Regions from separate parts of the Sus scrofa genome. Here region 2 is linked to region 1. The links are chromatin contacts, called in public Hi-C maps. All regions are on one chromosome and are shown on one strand. Each heading gives the region's core, a stretch centred on a gene start, on an enhancer-like site or on the middle of the called end of the contact. The rest is flanking DNA. Distances are from core to core; before and after follow the strand shown.

What was found. A called contact is a pair of places that touch in the nucleus more often than the background predicts.
Region 2: a Hi-C map of retroperitoneal adipose tissue shows a contact between it and region 1, with 1.8 times the contacts expected there. The contact joins the enhancer-like site here to the promoter of MLLT1 in region 1. A contact is called at or near these places in 1 of 5 promoter capture datasets (liver) and 4 of 47 Hi-C or Micro-C datasets (embryonic fibroblasts, heart right ventricle, mesenteric adipose tissue and 1 more).

What each region holds. Positions count from the first base shown.
Region 1 is chr2:72,777,905-72,784,852 of Sscrofa11.1, reverse strand. It overlaps MLLT1 (protein ENL), which reads right to left and starts at 3,903. Exons shown (of 11, transcript XM_021083993.1): 1 at 3,695-3,903. The coding sequence starts at 3,706.
Region 2 is chr2:72,934,769-72,941,716 of Sscrofa11.1, reverse strand. No RefSeq gene overlaps it. Among named protein-coding and RNA genes, the nearest start is that of RFX2, 12 kb to the left of the region's middle. Within about 2 kb of position 2,461, at least 1 of the 83 cell types and tissues checked has an H3K27ac peak or open chromatin away from gene starts, as enhancers often do.

The sequences.
Region 1 (6,948 bases), core at 2,654-5,153:
GAGGACTCTGGTCCCTGCTCTCGAGTACTTTACAACTTCAAACCCTGGCAGGTCACCTTCCCAGGTGACAGCTTCAGAGCTGGGTGGGGAGGCTCCGGTCACTGTCACCGTCACTCTCCCGTTAGTGCTCGGCACAGGACGCAGTTCCAGGTTCTCTGTGTGAGGTCTGGGAAAGACCGGGTGCTCCCCAAGCATCCCCCCAGGCCTCAACTCCTCAGGGGCCTTCCTGGGCCTGCATTTTCCACATCTGTAAAATGGGCCTTCACCACTAGAAACAAACCTCCCTTCCAGAACAACAGAGCATGGTCACCGGTTCCCAAGTCCAAACTTGGGAGAGCCTTCTGAAGGGTTAGCAACTGTGTGGCTCGATGTGTTGGGCACCCACCCCAGGTGCCAGGCCCGATGCTTCTGTGAAGGGAAGACTCCTGTGGCGAACACGACCTCCCAGAGGCCAACATTACTGCCAGCTCCCTAGGCAACCCCTGTCCCCAGAGGCTCCCTCCCCAGCCTCCTTTCCCATCTTTCCCCGCATCTGCTCAGTCGGTAACCATGCCCATTCCCTCCCCACCACCCTTGGAGGTAAATCACACACCTCTCCGCCATGACCCCTAAGGGAGCAAAGATCTGTTTTCCCAAAAATACATCATCCCTGCCCCCCTAAAAAAAAAGGAAAAAAAAAAAAATCCCACAGATGATATTCGTGCAAGTACAGACTAGAGGCTGGGGGAGTCAAATAGGTGGGGGTGTGGTCAGGGTGAAGGGAACCAGAAAGACTTTTTTCTGACCATGGAGGAACGACTTTGATGCTGAGAAGTTGGGAGTCCAGAGCAAAAGGCAGAATCCCCCTTCTCAGCTGAGCCTGAAAGTTCTAGAGAATAAAACAGGAAGGTCAAGAGAATCAGAGTCTCCCCAAGCAAGCGGGCCTCAGGGAGGGGGAAAGCCCTGTCGTTCCCCATCCCACTGAGGCAGTGACGGGTTTGGGGCACCTGGGGGGGAGAAAAGAAGGCCATGCATGATCCTGCTGGATTCAAAGCGCTTCACTCTTGCCAGAAGTCATCCTGGACTGCTTACAGCCTGCTCACCTACTTGGATAAAAGAAACCATTCTCTCCTGCCTCCCCAGAGGCTGCTGTCCCTGTGAGGAAGGGCCAGAGCCCTGGGCCTCTCCCAAATTTGCATGAGAACACAGGCGGGGATGGGAAATTAGACTACATGGTGGCACATACTTGGCTTTGGGACCACTTTCACTTGCAAATACATGTGCAAGGAGCCAGACCAGCACTGTCCAGGAGCACCTTCTGCCATGATGGAGGTGTTTCTGCACTGCCAGAGGAGGTGACCAGCACCTCAACAGGGGCGGTTCCTGGGTACTAAAATGTGGCTGGTGCGACTGAAGAACTGATTTTTTTGTGTTTTGGTTCGCCCAAGTTTAAATAAGCACAAGCGCTAGCGCCTGCCACACCAGGCAGTGGCAAGACGGCTCTCTTGGGCCCAGGGTGCTCACCAGTTTGCCCCAGTAAGGCTGCTGTCTCCCAGACTATCACAAAGCGGGAAGGCCGCCCCTCCCCACCTCTCCACTTGCACAGATGACAACCGCCCAGCCAGCCAGGGCCCAATACACAAGGGGAAAGGACATACCTGGGCCTGACATCTCTCCCAGGGACCAGCAGTGGGGTGAGTGGCGGGAGCTACATTCAATACCTGTGTGGTGCCCAACAAGACTTTCCCAGGGGCAGGCTTCACTAAAAGTGGACAGCGAGGGTATATTTTGTCTTGTTTCTTAATACAGACTGGAGGTGACAAGCTCTGTCCCTTCAGGGGAAATGAAGTCACACACCACACTGGAGAAATCCACCACTCCACTGCCATAAACCATTTCTTCTTCCCAAGAAAGAGGTAGAGCACCAAGGCTAAAGGGAAATCATGGTGAGGGGGTGCCATGAGCACAGGCCTCAATGGTCCTGCACCATCTCAGGCGGCCAGGATGGGCAGGGGAGAGGTCTCCCACCCCACCCTCAACCCCTGCACCCCGACTGCCACACAGCGCCTCACCAGACAGGGCCGCCAGAGTGGCGCCAGCAGCGAGGGACGCCCCAACCTGCCCTCACTAACGCTCACGGCGGAGATTTCAGCTGCCACCCCCACAGCCCCACACCGACTTTCCTGGCCTGGCGCCCCCGCTTCAGGGGCAGCAGGGAAGGATGAAGAGGTAAATGAGCCAATGGTCCTGGGCTTGAGGAGGCGAAGGGGCTTGGGTACCAGAGAGGAGAATGACCTGGGTTTTACCAGGATTGGCTCTGGCTTTCCAGATCAAAGGGAGAGGGGCTGTGGGGAGAGTTTATGGAGGCTGGGGAACACCCAAGGTTTGCAGCAAGGTTCTTGGTGGAGGCTCCAAGATGCTGGCGAAGGCAGGGGAAATGGGGTGTGCTGAGGGAAAGGGCAGTGGTCAATGCCACAGCATCAAACTGGTGGATGGTGGGAGGAAGGGGGTGATCCTGAACCTAAGAAGAGAAACAGGGGTTCTGAAGAGACTGGGCCTGTGAAGAGAGGACAACTGAGGTCAGAGGAGACAGATCAAGGAGCTCAACACTGGTGGGGAAAAAAGTAGGGAAGCAAAAAAATCAGAGTCACAGAGGCAAAGAAGGCTCAAGCTGAGAGAAGTAAGGCATTTGGTGTCAAGGGTGTTAGAGCTCCAGGTCAGAGCAGAAATGGCCCATGGGCCCGATCACAGAGAAGATCTGAAGGTGAAGACACAGCCCCTTGGGTCCAAGGGAGAGTGACCAGGGCCTGAAACCCTGAAGCAGCAGAGTGAGTCAAAGATCTGAAGAAGCAAGCCTAGGTCCAAAAAGGGGGATGTTCAATGCAGGCCTGGCTCCTGATGGGAAAAGGGTCTGAGGAGAAAGTGATGCTCAGGCTGAGACAGGGGCAGGATCAGAGGGGAGAGAGGGCTCAGGCCTGAAAAAGGACTAGAGGACAGGTTAGGGTGGGCCTGGGTTCAAGAAAGGAAGAGGCTGCAGATCAAGGTCCCAGGAGTTCTGGGGAGACTCAAACCCCAGCAAAGGCTGAATGATTAGAAGAGGCAGCAGGCTGGGGGGCTCAGGAAGTTTGAGGGGACCGGGGGCCAAGGGTCCAGAGGAGGAAGGAGACACCAACCAGCCCTAGGTTCAGAGAGGAACGGGGGACTGACCGGATCTGAGGAATGAAGGGTCCCCTGCGGGGAGGGAGGCTGCGGGAATTCAAGAATGGGCGGGGGTGCCAAGAGAGGTCCCAGGGGACTCCGGGTCGGAATGGAATCACAAGGGGCGTCCCAGGGGGATGTGGGCCAGGCCGGGGTCCCGAAGAGCGTCCCAAAGGGTTCTGGGCTAAAGCGGGGTCACAAGGGACGTCCCACGGGGATCTGGGACGGACCGGGGCTCCGAGGGCAGTCCCAGGGGGCTCTGGGCAGCGGGAGACCGGGGCTTCCAGGGTAGTCCGAGGCGCTTTGACCCGCTGAGGGTCGCAGGTGGGGGAAGGGCGCCCCCGCCCCACATAAAGGCCGGGGGAGCAGTGGGCGCGCACAAAGCAGGGCGGGCGGGCGCCGAGCGGGGGCGGGGAGGACAGGACCGAGGAGGGCCGGGCCAGGCGGGCGGGGAAGGGAGGGAGGGAGGGAGGGAGGGGGCCGGGCGGGCGGCGCGGGCTGCGCGGCCGTTCCTCACCTGATTGTCCATGGCTGGCGCCCCGCCCCGCCCCCGGGCCCCGCGTCGCTCGCCGCCGCCGCCGCTCAGCGCCTCCCCGCCGCCCTCATTGTGTGTCAGGCGCCGCCGCCGCCGCTCCCGGCCGCCCGCCCGCCCGCCAGCCCCGCGGAACCGGAAACCACCGCCAGCCCGGGTCGCGCACCGACCGCGGGCCCCCGCCGCCGACTCGGGCCCGCCGCCCCGACAGACAGGCTCCTGGGCCAATTGGCAGGGCGGACGGCCTCTTGAGGGGTGGGACTTCCGGCCTGGCGGGGGCCTGCCGGGCCGCGGTCGGAGGGACGAAGCCCGCAGCCAATGGGAGACCCGGACCGGAGGGGCGGGAGGAGGCAGGGAGGGAGGCGCGAGGCGAGCCCCGCAGAGGGGAGCGCGAGGTGTGCGCCGCACGTGGAGGGGGGCGGGGGCGGGACGGGCGCGCCGCGCCTGCGCACTGTGGCCCGCAGGGGGCGCTGCTTAGAGCCCGGAGCATTCCTGGGCCGAGCCTCCCCAGGCGGCGGTAGCCTTGGTGGAGGGTTCGGGGTCTGGGGAGGGATCTCCAGGGACAATTTTGTTTCCTGGCCACGTGTTGCTACTGTGTGATGGAATGACCCTGGTCTCTGGAACTGCAGATTAATTTTCCAATCTTGGATCTACATCATGGCCCACCTGGTCATCTCCCTTCTTCCCTTGAGTCTCAATTTGCATCCATAAAATGGGGACCATCAAGATACAGTGTGATGCTAGTTCACGCTAATTTGAATGATACAGATCAGAATCTGCTACGTAAACAAGAGGCTCTCATTTTATCCACGAGATTTATCATCCCGGTCCGTCCAAAACCCCATCTTTAATTTCCCCACTATGACATGCTTTCACCACGACTTGTAAACTGTGTTTAGATCGGTCTTAAACATATTGCCCCATCTTTTTTGGATCTTGTAAGCCACTTGTCTCTTGGGCATTCTGCCTGGGATTTGGGGTCCCTTATGCAGTTATTTAAAATCCCTTCTTATAATTAAAAATCAGGGGTTTGGGGAGTTGCCACTGCGGCTCAGTGAGTTAAGAATCAACATAGTGTCTGTGAGGATGTGTGGGGTTGGGTCCCTGGCATCGCTCAGTGGGTTAAGGATTGCGCATTGCTGCAAGCTTCAACATAGGTCACAGATGACATTCAGATCTGGCATTGCTGTGACTGGCGTAGGCTGGCAGCTGTGTAGCTCCAGATGGAACCCTAGCCAGGGAACTTCTATATGCTGCAGGTTTGTCCTTTAAGAAAGAAAATCGGGGGGGGGGTGTTGTTTGGCTTCTTTTCCCCCACTCCACTCCTCATTTAAGTATCAGGCAAGGCTTCATTATGTGTTCTGGCTGGTGCTTTGCACTGAGGAACAGCACCAGAAAATTGGTAACTTTGAGAAGATGAAAGTAAGTCCACACAAATACTCTGAAGAGGGCCAGAGTCATTGCAGAGAGTAACACCATGCTTTTTAGTCCAGAGGAGGGTGAGCTGGGGCATGGGGTGTGGAGGTGGTGGGGGGGGCGAAGTTTGAGATCATGCTGAGAAAATAAACAGCCACTTTAATGCAAGCACAACTTTAATTTTTTAAAAAATCGTATAACTCAATGTAAGTAGATCACTGGTTCTAAGTGGTCTTTGAACCAGGAGGTTCAGCATCACTGGGAACTTTGCTAGAAATGCAAATTCTGGTCTCTTGATTTATGGAATCAGAAACTAGATGTGTGGCCAACTGGGGGTGGGGGTGTGTGTGCAGAATTTGTCTCTAACAGAAGCTTTCAGCCAAGAACGTTTACTACGATTGTTGCAAAGAAGAGATTCAGGAACTCAGTCTCCCTGCTACCACCATTAACTCATCTAAGAAATGATCTCTAGATTAGATTGTGAACTGTTGGACATTTTCAAAACAACATTCCTGGACCTCCTACTAGATCAGGTGTAACTTTTTAAGCATCAAAAATAATGGGGAGTTCCCGTCATGGCACAGAAGAAACAAATCTGACTAGGAACCATGAGGTTGCAGGTTCAATCCCTGGCCTCCTTAGTGGGTTAAGGATCTGGCATTACTGTGAGCTGTGGTGTAGGTCACAGACACGGCTCAGATCCTGTGTTGCTGTGGCTGTAGCGTAGGCTGGCAGCTGTAGCTCTGATTCAGTCCCTAGCATGGGAACCTCCATGTGCCGTGGGTTCGGCCCTAAAAAGCATAATAATAATAATAATAATAATAATAATGGAAGAGTTCCTTTGTGGTGCAGCGGGTTAAGGATCCAGCATCATCCCTGTAGCAGCTTGGGTCACTGTTGTGGCTCGGGTTTGATCCCTGGCCCAAGGAACTTCCACATGCCACACACATGGCCAAAGGAAAAAAAAAAAAAGAATAACGGAGAAACAACCCAGGTAGCCATCAGTGAAAGAATGGACAACCAAATGTGGTCTATCCATAAAATGGAATGTTATACAGCCTTCCAAAAGGAAGGAAATTCTGACATGGGCTTCAACAGGAATGAACCTTGAGGACATGATGCTCATTGTAAAAAGCCAGACACAAAAGGATAAATACCGTATGATTTCACACACATGAGGTCCCTAAGGAGTCAAATTGATAGAGACAGGAAGTAGTTGGTGAGGCCAGGGACTGGGGGGATGAGGAGTGAGTATTTAAAGGGAACAGTGTTTCAGTTTGGGAAGATGGGAAAGTCCTGGAGATGGACGGTTGCCCTACAATATGAATGTACTTAACACCACAAAAGTATGCACTTAAAAATGGTTAAAATGGCAAATGTTATGTTATATATGTTTTTACCACAATTTTCAAAAACTGGGCCATTTGACACTGTGAACATAGAAATATCCATGAGTCCATAATGATATTAATACAACAAAGCATATTTGCCACCTTTGAAGGTGACAATTGTATAAACTCCTCACTTACCAAGGCTTTACAGCATGAAACCAGCCCCAGTTGATGAAGAAAGAAAGCCCTTTTTACAGAAAAATGCCAGCCAATAATGTTGAAAGGATGACAGGAAAAATGACTACCTTGAAACCCCTAATGAAGTAATCATTGCAGACAGGAGTCATTTATGGGACTTCCCTGGTGGCTCAGAGGGTTAAAAATCCGATGTTGTCACTACTGCAGCTCGAGTCACTGCTGTGGCTTGGGTTCAGTCTCTGGTCTGAGAACTTCAGCTGCCATTGGCAGGCAAAAAAAAAAAAAAAAAAAAAA
Region 2 (6,948 bases), core at 1,212-3,711, 160 kb before region 1:
CACAATGACATTGGCAGTATCTTGGGAACCTTGAGACAGAGGTTCAATCCCCAGCCAGGCATAGTGGGTTAAGGATCCATCATTGCTGAAACTGTGGCTTAGGTTGCAACTGCAGCTCCAATCTGATCCCTGGCCCAGAAATTCCATATGCCAAAGAAGGAAAAAAACACAAAACAAACAAACAAACAAAAAAACGACTCAGTAGAAACAAATCTAACTAGTACCCATGAGGATGTGGGTTCGATCCCTGGCCTTGCTCAGTGGGTCAGGGATTCTTCATTGTCATGAGCTGTGGTGTAGGTCTCAGACCCGGCTCGTATTCCACATTGCTGTGGCTGTGGCATAGGTTGGCAGCTGTAGCTACGATTCAACTCCTAGCCTGGGAACGTCCATGTGCCTCGGGTGTGGCCTTAGAAAGAAAAAAAAAAAAAGAAAAAGAAAATATTTGAATTGATATTTCTCCAAAGAATATATACAAATGGGCAACAAGCACATGAAAAGATGCTTAAAATCATTAGTCATCAGTGAAATACAAACCAAAACCATCATGAGTTACTGCTTCACAGCCGCTGAGAAGGCTATAATTAAAAAAAAAAAAAAGGTTATAACAAGTATTGGAAAGATTGTGGAGAAACCAGAGGCCTCATACATGGCTGGTGGAAATGTAAAATGCTGCAGCCACTTTGGAAAACAATATGGAATTCTTCAAAATGTTCAACACAGAATAGCCACATGACCCAGCAATTTCACTCCTAAGGGTACATACCCAAGAGAAATGAAGACCTATATTCACACAAGAACTTGTACACAAATTTTCTTTGGTGGGGTTATTCAAAATAGCCCAAAGTAGAAACAATCCAAATAGCTATCAATTGATACATAAGCAAAATATGGAAAATCCATATTGATAGACTTTTACTCAGCAAAAAGAAATGACGTGCTGATACTCACTACGATGTGGATGAACCTTCAACACATGATGCTAAGTGAAAGGTGTCAGTCAGAAAATGTCCCATATATTGTGTGATATCATTTATGTGAAATGACCACAATAGGCAAATCCATAGAGACTGAAAGCAGATCAGTGGTTATCGAGGGTTGGGGGAGGGGAAATAGGAAAGGGGAGACTGCAAAGGAGTCTGGAGTTTCATTTGGAGAGAATGAAAATGTCCTAAAATGGATTGTGGTATAGCTGTACAACTCTGTCTAGTCTAAAAACCACTGAATGTCACGGTACATGAATTATATCTCAATAAAAGGATGAATGTCACCGTATGTGAATTATGTCTCAATAAAGTTGTTATTAAAAGACTGCTACCATATTAATTAGGTTCTTTTTAACTTTTAAGAGTGTAACTCACTGATGGAGTTCCCGTGGTGGCGCAGTGGTTAACGAATCCGACTAGGAACCATGAGGTTGCGGGTGTGGTCCCTGCCCTTGCTCAGTGGGTTAACGATCCGGCGTTGCCGTGAGCTGTGGTGTAGGTCGCAGACGCGGCTCGGATCCCGAGTTGCTGTGGCTGTGGTGTAGACTGGCAGCTACAGCTCCGATTAGACCCCTAGCCTGGGAACCTCCATATGCCGCGGGAGCGGCCCAAAGAAATAGCAAAAAGACAAAAAAAAAAGAGTGTAACTCACTGATGAAGTTTTTGAGTATTGTCACCATAACTCCATTCTGCCACAAGCCAGCCATGTGTGTTTTATCCTGTAATTTTGCCCAGGGCAGTGACTTTTAGGAACACATTTGTCACGTTAGAGCAGAACCAACTGTAGGGAGTAGTTATTTCAGTTTGATGTTAGTAAGCAGGATCTTTAGGCTGGTCAAGTGACAGTCATTCTTCACAGAAAGACAAGACAAGGTGGGGACTCTACCTAATCAGTTTTTAAGAAAATTCAGTAAGCTTTAGCCACATGGTTAAGGGGGCATCTCCTCAGAAATTTAGCCGCAGCCTGTGACATCACAGCTCTCTCATCCAACAGCCTGATTTTCACTATGTCTGACAGTATTGCACACTTCTCTTCTTGCTTCTTTAGCTCCTGGGAGAAGGAGCCTAGGGTCTTTGTAGATAAAACACTGAACTGCACCTACCCCTGTCAGCCTATGGTGGAGAAGTCTCCTTGTTTGAAAGTTATTACGAACTTCAAGACGGCAACAGCAGAACAATAAATCAAGCGCTGGAGACATCATGAGGTTGTCCTGGATACAGGCCACCACCCCACCCCCACCTCGGTGGGTGGGCTGCCACCTGCCATTCTTTTCACCCGGAACTTACTACACTGACCGCCCTTCCTCTCTCCCTGGTCCCTAAGAATTCAAGCACCACGTCCTGCGTATCCTCTGCTGGAGGGAGGCCAGAACAGGCTCCAGGACAAGATCTAAGGTGCCCCCACGCCAGCTCTCTCTTGCTCATGAGCACATCTAGTTCCTGAGAAACACACACCTCTTCCCAAACAAACTGGCTGTTGGCGAGCCCATCCCGATTTAGCACCAAGTTGCCTTGGCTCGGCTGCCAAAACAGATGACCAGCCTATCTCTGGTCCCACAGCTTCTGGCAGGAGGCAGATACCAGTCTAGCATGACTCCCTAGAACACCAGTATCACCCACTCCTGCTCCCAGGGGCTCTCCCTGGAGCCAAGGCACGCCCTTCAAGCCCCCTCCCTGGGATCAGAAGGAGGGGCAACGAGACCCGTCTTCACATCCAGCCCTCAGCACCTGGAGTGTTCTCTGCCAAAATGTGCTTTTAAAGAGTTCCCTTCTGATGTTCATTCTCACCTTTCTGTACCCTCCTGGTAGGTGAGCAGCCTTCAGAGTTGGGCACCTCTTCCTTGTTATTTCCTTTCAAAACCTGCTCTTTGGGCTGTCATCTCATGCGGGAATTCCATGACCTTTGTGTCCTGGTGCCTGAGGTTGCAACTGCAGTTTTGAGTCCTATTTCATTTGCTTTCCTCTGTGTTGCTTCCCCCTCATCCTCCAGTCTAAGTAAATTCCATTAGGACAGGGGTCTCTTCTGTCTACTCTCCTGGATCTCTAGCATCTAAAGCAGAGGGGCTTTTTGTTTTTTTGTTTGTTTTTTAACCAAGAGGGACTCTGCCCCTAGGGGACACTTGGCAGTATCTGGGAACATTTCTGGCAGTCACAATTAGGGGGTTCTGCTGGCACCTGGTAAGTAGAGACCAGAGATGCTGTTCAACACCCTCATGGTGCACAGGATGGCCCCCGTCACAGAGAACTGATCTGGCCCCAAATACCAATGGGGTCTAGACTAAGAAACCCAGCACTAATTGTTAGGGGAAAGGGCTGAGTCTGACCTCTAGTTTGTACTGTGCCCCGGAATGAATTCCCAATGGGGTAAACTGTGTAAAGGAGAGTACCCCCTTCCAGCATCCATGAGTCCCCTCCTCTCTCCCCCTGACTCAGTGTGTGTATTTAAATGTGCATCTGTAGGTCAGATGATTACGGAATGCCGAGTCCCCCAACCCAGGGGATCTCACCCGGGATGATTCTACCCTCAGTGGGACTCTGGACTCTGTCTGGAGACATTTTTGATGTCACGACTCGGGGAGGGGGAGTAACTGGCATGGGGCGGGAAGGTGCAGGGCATGCTGTACCCCAGCAATGCACAGGATGGCCCCGCCACGGAGAAGGATTGGGCCCCAATGGCAGCAGGGCTGAGGCTGAGAAGACTTGGTCTGGCATCAGGCTTGGAAGACAGCTAAATTCATCAGTAAATCACTGTTTTTTGGGTTTTGTTTTTGTTTTTGTTTTTTTTGTCTTTTTGCTATTTCTTGGGCCGTGCCCGCGGCATATGGAGTTTCCCAGGCTAGGGGTCTAATCGGAGCTGTAGCTGCCAGCCTATGCCAGAGCCACAGCAACTCGGGATCCGAGCCATGTCTGCAACCTACACCACAGCTCATGGCAACGCCAGATCGTTAACCCACTGAGCAAGGGTAGGGATCGAACCTGCAACCTCATGGTTCCTAGTCGGATTCGTTAACCACTGCGCCACGACGGGAACTCCAGTAAATCACTGTTGAATAAATGGACAGTGGCACACCAAGCCCGCAGGTACATATTTCATGTCCAAATCTATCTTTACAATTTTCTTGGCGTTCCAGTTGTGGCTCAGCAGGTTACGAACCCAACTAGTATCCATGAGGATACGGGTTCAATCCCTGGCCTTGCTCAGTGGGTTAAGGATCCAGCGTTGCCTCGAGCTGCAGTGTAGGTGGAAAACGTGGCCTGGATCCCACGTTGCTGTGGCTGTGGTGTAGGCTGGCGGCTGAAGCTCCGATTAGATCCCTAGCCTGGGAACTTCCATATGCCAGAGGTGCAACCCTAAAAACCAAAACCAAAACCAAAACCAAAACAAAACTGAAAATCTTAAAATTTGAGATAAAATATACATTACATAAAAATTACCACTTAAATCATCTGTAAGTGTTCAGTTTAGTGGCATTAAGTACATTCACATTGTTGTGTGACAATTACCATCATCCATCTCCAGAACTCTACATCTTGCAAAACTGAAACTGTGTCCCCCTGAAACACCCACCCTCCTGGCCCCGGCCATCCTACTTTGGGTCTTTATGGAGTTAACTCCTCTAGGAACCTCCTATGAGTGGAATCAGACAGTATTTGTCCTTCTGTGTCTGACTTCTAGCATCATGTCCTCAAAGTTCATCCATGTTATAGCGTGTGTCAGACTTTCCTTCCTTTTATTTTATTTATTTTTTGCTTTTTAGGGCCGCACCTGCAGCATTTGGAGGTTCTCAGGCTGGGGTCGAATCGGAGCTACAGCTGCCAACCTACCCCACAGCCACAGCTACACGGGATCCTTAACCCACTGAGTGAGGCCAGGGGTTGAACCTGCAACCTCATGGTTCCTAGTCAGATTCATTTCTGCTGTGCCACAACAGGAACTCCAGACTTCCCTTCCTTTTAAAGGCTGAATAATATTCCACTGTATGAATGGATCATGTTTTGTGTATCCAGTCATCCATCCACAAACACTTGGGCTGCTTCAATCTTGACTACTGTGAAGCATGCTGCTATGGGCATGGGCATACAAACATCTCCCCAAGACCCTGCTTTCAATTCTTTTGTTGCCCCAAATCTATAATATATTAACTATATTATGTTAAGGCGGGAGGTAACAGGTGTGAATTTACAGCAGGAAATTTCAGCTCAGGACTTAACTCTCTGTTCTATCATTCTTAGCTCTCCTGGATTTCTTTTCTGGCCCAAGTCATCCCTTATCAAAAAGTGCCGGGTCCCTGCTGACACAGGATACCCAGGGCTCCCAAGCGGATGGAGGAAAGGCTGACGTTTCCCCCTAGTGGACTCTGCTTTCAGTCCCTTCCAGAGAGAAAGTTTTGCTTGCTGAAGAAAGCTACTAGGGGAGTTCCCATTGTGGCTCAGTGGTTGACGAACCCAACTAGCATCCATGAGGTTGTGGGTTCAATCTCTGGCCTTGCTCAGTGGGTTAAGGATCCAGCATTGCCGTGAGCTGTGGTGTAGGTTTCAGAAGAGGCTCGGATCCTGCGTTGCTGTGGCTGTGGTGTAGGCTGGCAGCTGAAGCTCCGATTAGACCCCTGGCCTGGGAACCTCCATATGCTGTGGGTGTGACCCCGAAACGCAAAACAAAACAAAACAAAACAAAAAAACAAAAACCAAAAACCAAAACAAAAACCTCCGGAACCACACAGCAGTTTTTAGAAGATGATGTAAGGCACAGCTTGGAGGAAAAATGGCAGAGCCAGAGACTGGAGTACAGGAAGGCTTAGAACCAGGAAAGTTGGGTTGCAGGGGAGGGAAGGGCAGTGTGTGTAGAAGGGAGTATCTTGATTGTTTGTCCTCTTATCTTAGGCTCCAGAGCAAGTGACAACAAGGAAGAATCATTTATAGGTTGAAGCCAACTTGTCCTCGTTTCCCTAGAACTTTCCTGATATTAAAACTGAAATTCCAGAAGTTCCCATGTGGTGCAGCAGAAACGAATCCCACTAAGTATCCACGAGGATGCCGGTTTGATCCCTGGCCTCACTCAGTGGATTAAGGATCCGGCGTTGCTCTGAGCTGTGGTGTGGGTCACAGAAGCGGCTCAGATCCCAAGTTGCTGTGACTGTGGTGTTGGCCAGCAGCTGTAGCTCCAATTCAACCCCTAGCTTGGGAACTTCCATATGCCATGAGTGGGGCTGAAAAAGCAAAAAAAAAAAAAAAAAAAAAAAAAAAAACCCAAAACCAAAAAACCAAACCTTCTGAAATTCCAGGAGTTCTCTGTTGGCCTAGTGGTTAAGGATCTGGCATTGTCAGTGGTGCAGGTTCAAACTCTGGCCCAGGAACTTCTGCATGCCAGGGGTGTGGCCAAAAAAAAAAATTAAAAATAAAAGCAATTTAAAAACTGAAATTCCAGTTCATCCAGAAGCTAAAGAGAGTCACTGTATGACCCAGCAAGTTACTAGGTATATACCCAAAGGAATTGGAAACATTTATCTACATGAAAACTTGTCCAGGCATATTCACAGCAGCATTGTTCATATATAATAGCCAAAAAGTAGAAAGGACTCAGATGTCCATCAACAGGTGAATGGATAAACAAAATGAGGTATATTAACACAACAGAACACCGTTCAGCCATAAGAAGGAATGAAGCACTAACACATGCTACCATGAGGATGACCCTTAAAACATGATGGTAAGTGCAATGAAGCAGTAACAAGGCAGCACATGTTATAGGATTCCATTTATGTGAAATGTCCAAACCAGGCAAATCTCTAGAAACAGAAAGTAGGAGTTCCCGTCGCGGCGCAGCAGAAACGAATCCAACTAGGACCCCTAACCTGGGAATCTCCATATGCCACCAGTGTGGCCCTAAAAAGACAAAAAAAAAATGAAATAAGATAAAATACATTTTAAAAAAACCCTGAAAGTTCCATGTCCCAGGGAACCA